Linked DNA regions of Zea mays: region 1 is linked to region 2. A link is a contact called in public Hi-C data. All regions are on one chromosome and are shown on one strand. The core of a region is the stretch at or near the end of the contact, and the rest is flanking DNA. Distances in the headings are between cores, read along the strand shown.

The links. A called contact is a pair of places that touch in the nucleus more often than the background predicts.
Region 1: a contact with region 2 is called in a Hi-C map of leaf, with 2.8 times the contacts expected there. The contact joins the promoter of LOC100285618 here to the promoter of LOC100279613 in region 2. A contact is called at or near these places in 4 of 25 Hi-C or Micro-C datasets (ear, leaf and tassel).

What each region holds. Positions count from the first base shown.
Region 1 is chr6:161,387,456-161,394,010 of Zm-B73-REFERENCE-NAM-5.0, forward strand. LOC100285618 (COV1-like protein) reads right to left here and starts at 3,448. Exons shown (of 8, transcript NM_001158509.2): 1 at 3,053-3,448; 2 at 1,984-2,036; 3 at 1,781-1,890; 4 at 1,181-1,348. The coding sequence starts at 3,169.
Region 2 is chr6:161,089,423-161,095,875 of Zm-B73-REFERENCE-NAM-5.0, forward strand. It overlaps LOC100279613, which reads right to left and starts at 3,922. Exons shown (of 5, transcript NM_001152609.1): 1 at 3,429-3,922; 2 at 3,269-3,338; 3 at 3,011-3,171; 4 at 2,524-2,913; 5 at 1,582-2,078. The coding sequence starts at 3,650. The coding sequence ends at 1,836.

The DNA of each region.
Region 1 (6,555 bases), core at 2,198-4,697, 300 kb after region 2:
TTATGTTTGTCTAAAGGCCACCACATAACATTCCTTCGTATTTTGTCGTAAGCCTTCTCCAAGTCAACGAAACCCAAATGTAGGTCCTCTTCTGATTCCTATACTGATCCATCACTTGTCTTATTAAAAAATAGCTTCCATGGTTGACCTTCCGGGCATGAATACCAAATTGCCTTGTAGGGATCCTCGTTATTCCTCTCAAACGATGCTTGATAACTCTGTCCCATAGCTTCATAGTATGACTCATCAACTTATTTCCTCGGTAATTAGTATAACTTTGAATATCTCCCTTATTCTTGTAGATCAACACCAATATACTTCATCGTCAGACATCTTGTTTGATCGGAATATATGGTTAAACAACTTGTTAGCCATACTATAGCTATTTCCTCGAGCCATCTCCATGCCTCGGTTGAGATACCATCAGGGCCCATCGCCTTACCCTCTATAATCCTTTTCACTGCCCCACTAACTTCACATTCTTCGATCCTACCACAAAGCATCTATTGGTGTCATCAAAAGAGTCATCTAACTGAAAGGTTGTGTCCTCATTCTCCTCATTGACCAATTTATTAAAATACTCTCGCCATCCATGGTGTGACCTCATCCTCCTTTACCAAGAGGCGCTCCATTTCATCCTTAATGCACTTAAGTTGGATTGCACTAAAAACGTATTGTGGCTTTCAAAACAGAAGTGCGACCAACAAACTGTTTATGTTGTTTATGAAGCATAAAGTTTACGTGATCTAAAACTTACCAGTTTTTCGTGCAGACAATGGAAATGTATAGGTGATGTGGTTTATTGATTGGTAGATGGGATAGTCGATAGATCCGTGACTCGCCCTCCCTTGGAGGCTCTGAGCTACACTTCTTTGATCTAATTTCTGCTTAATCTCAACTGATAGAAGGGTGTCCCTTTTAAAGAGACAACTTGACCCCTATGCAAATATCTTAACCAAATCTATCTTATCTCTAAACTCTGTCCTAATCTTATCTCCAACTAACTCTATCCTAATGGATCTGCTCAATCCAATAGGCCCAGCCCAACTGGCCCCATCAACTGCCCATAACAATAAGACTCCTCTACAGGAAAGCTAAAATATTTTTTGAAGAGATAATATGGATGGACAACATTGGTGCACGTAGAATTGGAGCTGCGTATGAAAAAAAATTACATTACCTGGTGAAACAGCAGTACTAACTTGCTTTGATGCAGAGTATATGTGCCTTACAAATGGCATTTTTTTTATAAACCATTCTCCAACCCAGAAGACAGTTGAACCCACCCAAGAAGACACAAAGATTCCAACAAGAAGTATGAACACCAGGGAGGTAAAAAATCCAAGGCCTGAAACATTGTCAAAAGCAATTGTCACAAGAAAAAGATTACGAATTCAAGAATGAGGTTATCTGCACTGTACAAACCATAACAATTCACCATGTACTCAGACACTTCAGGAATCTGTTTTTTGGTAATACAGGGAGAGTTCAGGACCAATTAACACCACATCAAAGGAAACTGGTATTAAATAAATGGTCGAACAAAAAACACCTATATTTCCCTGAGATAGGGTTTGCATTTCTTAGTTCCTTCTGAAGATTAAATCTAGATCGAATACAAAGAACTCATGGGGAAAAAACTTGTAAAATGCTTACGTCATAACAACATTATACAGCATATAAAAATAAAAGGAAAAATGAAATTATGACATTGACAATTCTACAATTTTAGTAATATATCATGGCAAAGAAGTACCACAAATAAAGCATAAACAATTACCGAACATGTCAAACCCCAGTTTTGCATAGAGTGGGCTGAAAAAACCATCAACAAATTGAATAAACCACCACGTGAGGAAGAATGTGACAGCAATTGGGAAAAGAACTACACTGCAGAGACAAAGTAGGCAGCCAAAACAGGATATTAGCATAGATATATTGTAGTCACTGCAAAGTATCTGAATTGGTCCTTGTGAAGCATACCATCCGGTCATAAATTTTCTTGACACCCAGCTTTGAAGAACAGCAAAGCATGCCTATTATGAAATGAAGATATTAGCTACAAGAACTGTTCGAAATCCTGGCACATGAATGTAGAGGAACAAAAAAAAAATCATTTGGGTGCATCAAGAAAAACAAGAAAGTGACACAATAAAATCGGGGTACACATTTTGTTTTGTTTGTTGGAATAAATTCATTCCCATGGTATCTAAATGATGTGAAAATTGCTGGCTTCATAAATAAACCTTTACGGTGGAAAAATGGTAGAATGGCTAAATATGTGGACTACTATTTGTCCACTAGATAGTTGAGGCTAACACTCGGCCACAATTAATTTATCATATTTCTATTGTTGGTAACGAAACTGTATGACTAGGTCATATGTATTGCCTCTGCAAAAATCCTGCATGTTCAAAATCAAGAAACATTTGAAGCCAAGAACATCGTGATAGACTGATAGTTATTGTAGACTAACTTGACATCTATATTATGCCAAAATTTGCTTCAAGTCTAATTAATGTGCAGTAGAATAAAATACAGCATTCGGCCCAAATATTCCTTGATGATAATTAAAAGTCTCTCGTTTAAATCAGTGCCTACTTCACATAACAAAAGCATTGACGCATCAAACGCGAGCGTGGCCTGCATTTGGTGTCACGAAGAAGAAATCATGTTATACCCCGTAAACCTTCATTTCGAACAAGCCACAACCAGTGGATTTCAGCCTTTCACGATAACAATGGAAAGTGCTCATGCCAGCACTACGAGAACCGATGCAAAATATTAGACGTGAAAAATAAAATCAAAGAGTTAATTTGACCACAAAGACGTCAGGTGGGTCAGGTCCCGCACAAGACCAACGCCTGCTTCCCTCCCGAGAAAGGAAAGGAGGCGAAACCGTGGAAGTCCGAAGGGCGAAAAGGCAGTTTCAACTTGAACAGCGCGGCCGCACAGGGGCGACCGCGACCAGATCCAAGCGAAGCGACTAGGGTATGGTAGAACCGTACAAGCTGCAGGGTGGGGTAGGGTCTAGGGCGAGACGGATTCGGACCTTGCGAGTGGACGTGGCAGGCGAGCTGGGTCGCGGCGGCGACTTGACGGGGTCCTCGGGGTCAGGCGCCGCCGCCTGGCCGAGTGGCAGGGGCGCGTACTCCTTGTCCTCCGGCATTGCGATCGGCGGGACGGATGCTGCTTGCCGAAGCTTACGCGAGGTTCTCGCGAGCGGCGCAGTGCGGTGAGGAGTCGCGGTCTCGGTGCTCGACGGGGACAAGGTGGTTGGCTTCCGCTGGCTGCCAGCGGCAAGAGGCAGCTAAACCAAACAGCACTTGCAGAACTGCGGAAGCACCGAAGCAGTTGATGTGGCTGTCTGGTGGCCGAGTTGGAAAGCGACACGCCGCCGGGAGTGACCGAACTGCCCTCGCGTGGAGCCCGTGCGATCTGGCCCCGCTTGTGATTCGGCTGCGAGGATGGGGCACGTGCTGACGTGCAGGTGGCCAGGAGTGGACGTTTTAAAACCGAACACCTGAACTTGGACTCTAACTTCTATTCAGGTTTTTTTTTGTTCAAATTCGGTTCAGGATATGGATCTAGGTTCGGTTCCTAGTCTTTAAAACCTAAATAGACCGAATAGATCTAAAGTATAAAAAATTTTAATATGTGATGATATTATTATGTGATTTTATGAACTTATTAGCTAAAAAATATTATGTCATGTGAATCATAGTATATATATGTCTATATGTTATTTTTATAGTGAATCCTTGTAATAATAGTAATTCTATTTAATTATTTATTCTGTATATTTTAAAAAAAAACACTTAACGAGTGCTCTTGCTTTTTCCTCCCCGTCCATGATCAATTGTCTCACTCTGACCTGCATGTTGGTTCACTGTCTCTTGGTTGTGAGTATCTCCCTTTGCTTCTAAAAGTGATTGTTTTTTATGTGGATGGCTCACGGTTTGAGTTGGTCTTCCGCTAAGATTCTCAGGTGTTCACCTTCTTATACGATGTCTCCGGCCTCTTGAGCTGGACGTGTGTTGTGGGAGGAAATCCCAATGGGGTGTCATCGCATGGGAGGTCTTCAAAGCTTTGTGTATGAATGTTGCCTTCTGGGGTGGGCGGGTCTTCAGTACTCCTAACCATCAGAAGGCACATGGAATGGTTTCAAGTTGGCTTCTTAACCATGGAGAACGACATCCATCTCAAGAACAGTTCTAATAAACCAACATGCAAGCATGCAAGAGCCAAAGTTGAATGATGTTGGACCTTCATCAAACTTAAACATGCATGTTATGTATGGACACACCGAAGATAGTTTGCTTTCTATTGATCTTGAAGGGGATTGGATTATAGAAGAGAAACCAAGAACTGAAACTACATTGCTTGGAGATAGTTCAGCGGAGATCCTTGATGACGCTCACATGGTGATGTCTGCTGAACCTTTCAATGTGCCTGGTTATTTGAACTTGGAGGTAGGAAATTCACGCACAATGGATCATGTTGAGCTAACAATTTTCGATGAGAAACTGGCCTTGGCTTGAATGTTGCAAGTCTTTCTGTTGAATAATTAGACAAATTCCAATCTAAATTCCGAATATAAATCATGACCAAATCAGAAGAACTGAAATAACAAGCCAAATCAGATGATGCGTACTGATTAGACTTACTGATCGATGGCACGCGCCGGAATCAGCAGGGTCGACGATGTCGAAGTAGCGAAATCAGCAGGGTCGACGAGGTCAGCAGATCACGAGCAGTCGCGTGAAGACGCTTCCCAAAAACCTTATTCGCCCTCTCCCGGTGCAGGATCTAGAAGACGAAGGGTTCCGGAGACCTGCTCTCCTGATCGCAGATGCACCTCTGCGGTCGGGACGAAGGGAACTAAAAGGCGGCTCAGCTATGAAGAGAGGCGAAAGCGAACTGGGAGCTGGGGATGATTTGGAGGCTGGCTGCCGGGCTCCTTTTATAGGGCCGAGTCCGCGACCCCCGTGCTTATCCGCCCACGAAAATCTCGCAATCAGTTGAGATTTTATAGGGATCGGTTAGGATAAGTGTAACAACCAAGAAACCAAAAAATCAAACGGCAAAAGGTAGCCGCGCCCCCGCAAGGCGAGGGGCCGGATTTCGGCGGACCATTCACGCGCATGTCGTGCGCCCGCGCCCTTCGCCCCGGCCCGGCCCGGCCCGGCCAGGCGAGGCGAGCGAGCGCGCGCGCGTGTGGCTCTCCACACTCTCTCCTCTCATCCATGACTTGGTGAGTGAGTGTGGCTTCCATATTTAAGCTAGCTCTACTCCACAAGAGCTAGCAATATGGTGCTATTGGTTCCACCTATCACTTTGCCATCCACTTATATGGGCTTTTGAGATTTTCCTGGAATTATTAGAAATTCTTAATTGGGCCAAGCCCATAAATCCTAACAATCCCCCACCAGATCTCAAATGCCCATCTGCAGTTTTCGCCACTGTCCACTACTGTTTAATATACTAGTTTTTCAGCAGAGACTGTTAAGTTGAACTTCCGCCTAGAACTCCAAGTTACACCAACCCACAACTTGGACAATGGACTATGCCTTGAATTGCAAGTTTTGCGTGAATGGGTTTCACTTGAAGTCATGACCAGTACTTGGCTACCAGTAGTCCCCTTCTCGTGTGGAGCATATACGTCGTACTCCAAGGTCTCTTCATGAGTTTACTAGAGATCACCCAAATCTCATAGACTGCGAAGTTAGACAGTCTAACTCATATAGGTGTGTTCTTTCAAAGAATGTTCTGCAGGACAACATCTTCGCTAATACAAGCCAACAGAACACATTAAGGCACAAAGCCAACCTGCCTTACAGCATTTGAGAGTATTGCATCTTTACTTAGAGAGGGTCAAAAGTTACTCTCCTCAGTTCACCAATGGCTTGTTCTTCCCATGACCTAATTCACGGGATCTCCGATCACATAGACTGGGTTTCCACCATGGCAACTTTATTCGGGTCTCATACCCATCTCTCTCGATGCGATTTCTATCACATTACGTGGTAGTCCCTTGGTAAAAGGATCTGCCAGATTTTTATCTGTTGAAATATAAGTCACACTTATAACTCCGGAGTTTCTCAACTTTCTGACAGACTTCAATCGTCTTTTGACATGTCTTGATGACTTTCCATTATCCTTAGAACTCGTCACTTTAGCAATCACTGTCTGATTGGCACAGTTCATAAGGATAGCTGGTATTGGTTTCTCAACCACCGGCAAGTCCATCAAGAGTTCACGCAACCATTCTGCCTCAACGGTTGCTGTGTCAAGTGTAGCTAGCTCGGCTTCCATGGTTGACCTCGTCAAAATGGTCTGCTTGCATGACCTCCATGATACCGCACCTCCACCAATAGTAAAGACATAACCACTGGTGGCATAAAGCTCGTCTGCATCAGATATCCAGTTCGAATCACTATATCCTTCAAGTATTGCATGCTGACCAGAATAGTGAATTCCATAACTCATTGTACCTTGCAGGTAGCGCATAACCCGCTCAAGTGCATGCCAATGATTAGTCCCGGGGTTTGACAT
Region 2 (6,453 bases), core at 2,672-5,171:
CACATCCTATCCTATATACTAAAACACAGGCTCCTCTGGCTTTGACCTAGCTGCCAGCTGAAAGGAGCATGAGCAGGAAACAGGAAAATCATTCGACCGTGATATGAAGCCTACTGGGATAGCCAATAGGCTAGGCAATTGGGCAATACGCTTCCCTGAGTCGACTAGTCGATGCCTAGTCACAATATACCATTAACTGCAATTGCCTTCCACTGGGTGAACATTATATTGCAGTATGTTCCACCTTGAAACCTGCACCATGCAACAAGAAAATAGCAGACTTGATCTATGCACATCCTGGATCTAGCAAGAAACCAAGACCCCAATTGAAGTTGAATTTTTTTGCTATCTTGTTGGAAAGCCATATTTCAATCAACAAGTTAGCATGAAACTCGTAAGCTTATACTAGGCCCCAAATCCCACCACAGGAACTGGAAAATCCCTGTGGCTAACAGAACATGTTGGAAATTGGGGCCGGTTGACTGCAGAAAATAACTAATGAGAATAGCTGTCTCACTCTACCTACGAAGTTGTATTCTTCTTACCTTCGTATTGTAATTCTCAATAATAGCCGAAGGTACATTTGTGATCCTTTGTTAAATAATAAGAGTAGAAGAAAGAAATGTCTAATAGGGTTGAATTATATGCTTCATTCTTGAGTTGTATATGATTTACCCTTAACGTCCTTCATTTATCTTCTGTTAGTTTTCTACATCTTCATCCTTTAATCAATTTCCCTCGAAGGAAATTGATTCAAAGAATGAAGATGAAACTTAATTTGACTGTGTTGTCTTATTTTTTATATCCTGAAGGAGTCAAAAATGAGTAACCAACTGTATATATAAAAAATCTACCTTCCAATCACATTATAAGAGCTTAAATCTCAAGCATACGCAGTATATAAAAAAACCCGCACCTTCTTGTAAGAGCTCAAATCGCATATGTAGTATATAAAAAACTCGATTAACCAGGTGTTGGCCTCCCAAGGTATTTCTTAAGAGATAGAAGAACTCACCTCATTGGCCAAAACATCCCTAAACCTTAGCGACAGGATTGGGAATTTTTTATCCAACCTATATATGATCTTGAGAGTTAAACTTAGGATCTGAAGTTGCTACTAAAGCACCTCCAACCACTAGGCTATAGAATAATAATACTTGACTGTTTTGTGAAAGGATTGTCGCCGCTTCTAATCTATCAGAGCCGTTGTCGCCATCAACACTATACTCCGACCTTCACATGGTGACCTCCCAAAACTCCGAAGCTAGACTCTCTGTTTTACGGTTTCTAATGGCTAGGGTTATGAGCTAAAGTTAAAGATCTTTAACAGTGATATCAAAGTCATGGTTTTGGGCTCGGTCTCTAACTAGTCAAATAAGACCAACCTAACCTAAGAGCTGTGCTAATACACGGAACAACTGAGACAACTACATTCCAAGGAGAAATAGAACCTACTATCATATTGTCCACATTTGTCAAAGACATTTTTCTCACCACACGTATATACAGTTCCCATGCAGCGTCTGCAGACCATAACATCTTCACGGAGATGAGATAGGATAAGTTTCGAGCACAGATGATAGTAAAACTGATGGTTGATTATTTATAATAACAGGTTCTCATTCCTGCTAAGATACAGCACGCCTGGAAAACGAACATATTATATACATACAATACCACAATGCCAGCAGCTTTCTAGAGTGCAAAGCCTTTTCCGTGAACATCCACAAGGCAGTCTCCTCAGGGGTCAAAACAAATTATCCTGGAAAGCAACACCATTGCATCCGAATTGCGACATACGAACATTAGATATATGGCAATAGATTATGCCTTTTTCATGTTGTATCCATTTTGAAACCCAGGCTCATCAGCAGCTGCTGCAGGGCCTTCCAACCCCAAAGCAAATCATGTTCATAAGCAGTGGCTAACCCATTCTCAATCAGAACGCCATCCTCAAACAAGATATCATCTCCAGTTTTTTCAGCATAATTCTCATCAGTGCTCGAAATACCGCTGTTCTCCATGTTTTCTTTTCCAAGAAGTTCGTCTAGAACTTCCATTTCCTCATGCAACTTGGACTGATCAAGAAAAAGAAAAGGCTCATCGAATGAGTACACTTAACATGGATAATTGAACAATCAAACATAGCTATTGGATTGCGGGCTTTTTCCCACTTCAGGAAACCCCTTCCTCCTATTCAAATGAATACTAACACCAGATAAATTTTCAGTTCCCATTATTTTTCCCTAAAACACTTAGCAAGGAACTACCAAACTCTTTTGTGCTCTGGTGAATTAAAATAGTGTGCAGTTGTTAATACCCCTCAACTGTTATCAGCGTGGTCACTTGTAAACGCATTAAGACTCACTCTACAAGCTGTTAAATATTTCAGATAGCGTGCATAGAACGTACACTGAACTACTTATAGACAGCATAATAGACTAACAGGTATATAAAAGGCTTATGGAATTAAACTGTGTTTGCTCTATGTCATGTGCGACAGGTGTTGATTAAACAGGTTACCTTTTGAGGGTTAGCTTCGTCTGTCTTCACCCAATCTACTTGAACAGAAGCATCTGTGGCAACCGCTGGCTTCTTGTCCTCCTTGGCAACAACGAATTCATCTTCTTGGACCAGATTATCATCTACTTGGAGCTCAGCTTCTAAAACAGTACCCTTTCTGCTTTCGCTGTCATTTGAAACAACAGTTTGTTCTATCCCAGCAGACGCCACTCCCCCCTCTTCTACTATTTTCTGATTCTTCACATCACCCCAATCTTCAAACACAACCAATGTGTTTGCGGCGGTTTCACCTGTCTGAAAGCTTCTGTTTGGCCCACCCTGCCAATGCAACTTTCCTGTGGAATCTTGGAGCAAGAACTTGAACTCAATCAGCTTGTTGGCCGGCAAATCCTGGTCAAAACAGGATAGACAGAAAGGGTGACGTCGTCACTTCAGAAGCACGCAGATCATAGCACACAATGCGCATGCGCACAAAACAAAGGCTCACTTTCTCTAAGGTCCAGTCGTGGCTTTCCGCCCACTTCAAAGGAAACGCGTTCGACAGATCCCAGAGGCCGAGCGCAGGGTCGTCGCCGACAAGGCAGACGCTCTGCCCGAACGTGCACTGCCTTTTCAGCACAAATCGAACACGCACTGTCTTGCCAGCAGCTGGGAGGGAAGGCAAAGGCGCAGTAAAAAGTAAGGATCCATCATTCGGGATCAAACAGATTTAGAAGTTTCGCACCATCCATCGTCTCCGACTTACCCAGTTGGGAAGACGAGGTTTCAGCAGCAGCCGCCGGAGCGTCAATCGCATGGACCTCCGCCTCGTCAGCCTGCATTAAAAAAAAACTCCTCAAAACATCAGGGCATCACAGTACGCCGAGAAGAAGGCGCGCGCACGATTCCGGATCGCCGCGACTCACCTGCGTCGCCACAGCCACGGCGCCGCCCTCCTGCGCGCGCGGCGGGAGCGGCTCGTGGTGCTCCTGGTGGGAGGCTACGGCGACGAGCGCCCTCCGCCGGGCGCGCGCGGCGAGGCCAGCGCCCACGACGCGACCCGCCCCGCGCGCGCGCCCGTGGACGAGCGGCGCGGGCCGGGCCCGGGCTAGCGACGCGCTGCGGACGGCCGCCGTTGCGGATTCCATGGCTGGCGAATGGCGATACCGGTGTCGCCCCCTTCCTAAAACCCTGTGCGCACTGCGCGGCACTGGAGGGAGAGCAATTAACAGGCGCTTCCGCACTTCGCAGCGCACGGCTCCCGCCTCTTGGCCGCGCCCGTGATGTGCGATGCCGTGCTCGCCGGCTGCGCGGTCCCGTGTGTCTGGGTGGCGTTCACCGGTAGGCCACGGCCGCGCGGGGGCCCCGTGGGGGCATGGTCTGCGGTGACGAGGTGGTGGGGAGATGGCGACGAGACGACTGCCGTGCCGAGTGCGAGCGCGGCACAGTGAGACAGACAATCAGCGTGGGGCGGGGGTGGGCTCGTCGGTCGTCTGCCGTAGGATCTCGCGCGTGGGCAGGAGGGCGTTTCGGGTTTCGTGACTCCGGGAGGTCTCGGTCCTGCCGCCACGTTGCGTGGCCGGTGGTGCCCCCTTGCGCTACGGATCTCGCGGGCCGCGGCGCCACCGTGCTTGCTGGACTGGATCGCTGGACTCGCTTTGCCGTGCCGTTACGTGGCTCTCAGCGTTTTTCGCACGGCAGGCCAGCCGTCTTTTGGGCTTTGGCCCAAAGGCCCACTGCCGTGTTATATATGATTGGACGAGCTGTGAAACCAGCAGCTGTATTTTGTACAGTATGTACTACTGGATACGATAAAGACCGTCCTTTTCATGCCTTGAAGCGACCTATGCAGGGTGCACATCACTTTCGGCCTCAACGAAGGCTTGAATGGTGGGTGATTATAGAGTAAAGGCAAACGGATATGGCTCTATTTAGCACGCATAGGCAGTGGCCGAGCTTGCACAAGAAAAAAGAGACGGGGCCAACTGATGGGAAAGGCAAAGGGACGGGGGCATACCTGTTATTTTTATAGTAATTTGAAGTAGCAAAATCATGTATTTAATTAAGAAATATTCTAAGGTCCCGTTTAGTTTGAGAGACTAAAGATTAGTTCCTTTATTTTAGTTCTATTTAGTTCCTAAATTATCAAACGGTGAGACTAAAATAAGAACTAAATTGTTTTAGTTTCTAGTCTCTCAGTAGGTGACAAAAAAGGACTAAATCATGTAAATTCCACTTTTGTCTCTTCTTTATTTCAGTTGCACTAGTGACGTGAAAATGTTAAGGAATATTTTAGTCCTCTTATGATTTATTTAATGTGTTTTGAATAGTTTTAGTCATAGAACTAAAACGGGTCTAAGCCTATTTGGGGCATGACCCACTTTAGCCCTTACCCAGCTCTACTACATACAGGTAAAATGCATTTAGGTCATTTGAGTCTCGAATCCTTTGAGTTTTGGTGTATAGATCATCGAACATGTACGATAATAGCAGCATCTAGATTTCTAAACTTACTCCGAGCACCAACTTTAGTTAAAATAGGCTATGATCCGCTCCATTTGTATTATGTTGATATAATATATAGGATGTGTAAAAGACTGATTGAAGGGTTGTAGTACCCAAAAATTCAAATCTTGAAAATTTTCTCAAACTCGCTCTAAATTCAAAATGAATTTTAAATTTCATTTCAAAAAGCTTGTTTGTAAGTTGATATCAACAAATAAAATATAGTGGTCTATATTTTTCTCCAAAATCCTCCTCAAAATATCATACAAATATTTCACCAATAATCCTCTCAAATTCTTTTCAGAAACACTGACCAAATATTCCACCGATAATTCTTCAAATATTTTCCTCATGAGAAATACATTCAGAATCATTTTTAAAGTCCCTACAAATATTTTCTTCATAATTTTCTCCATGCTCATACGTATACGTACGCCTCTGGTGTCATACAGTGAGCTCAACAAGCTAATTTCACTTATACATGACTAATACATGCTTATCTCTCACTAATCCTTGCATCCTGAAAGGGAATTAGGCTTACACTTTTTTCCTAATTGATTTTGGTGGTTGAATTGTCCAACACAAATAATTGGACTAACTAGTTTGCTCTAGTCTATAAGTTTTACAGGTGCCAAAGGTTCACAATAAGCCAATAAAAAGACCAAGAAATGGTTCAAACAAAGAGAGCAAAAGACAACCCAAAGGCACCCTGGTCTGGCGCACCGGACAGTGTCCGGTGCACCAGGGCACTCGACGCTGAACTAGCTACCTTCGGGAAATTCAGAGGGCGCTCCGCTATAATTCACCGGACTGTCCGGTGTGCCAGCAGAGCAACGGCTACTTCGCGCGTAACGGTCGACTGCAACCGCATTCAATGCGCTACAGTGCGCGCAGAGGTCAGAGCACGCGCGGGAGGCACATCGGACAGTCTATAGGACCTGTCCGGTGCACCACCGGACAGCCCAGAGGGCCCACAAGTCAGAGCTCCAATGGTCGAACCCCAACGGTCTACTGACGTGGCTGGCGCACCGGACAGTGTCCGGTGGCGCACCGGACTGTCCGGTGCGCCATGCGACTGCAGCCTTCCAACAGCCATATTTTGGTGGTTGGGGCTATAAATACCCCAACCACCCCACATTCAAGGCATCCAAGTTTTCCACCTTCAACACATTACAAGAGTTATAGCATTCAATTCTATACACTCCAAAGAGATCAAATCCTCTCCCAAGTCCAAAGACAACTCAAATCAATAGTGGCTAGTGAGAGAGTGATATTTGTGTTCATTTGAGCTCTTGCGCTTGGATTGCTTCTTTTCTTTCTCATTCTTCTTGTGATCAAACTCATTTGTAATCGAGGCAAGAGACACCAATTGTGTGGTGGTCCTTGCGGGAACTTTGTGTTCCGTTTGATTGAGAAGAGAAGCTCACTCGGTCTAAGTGACCGTTT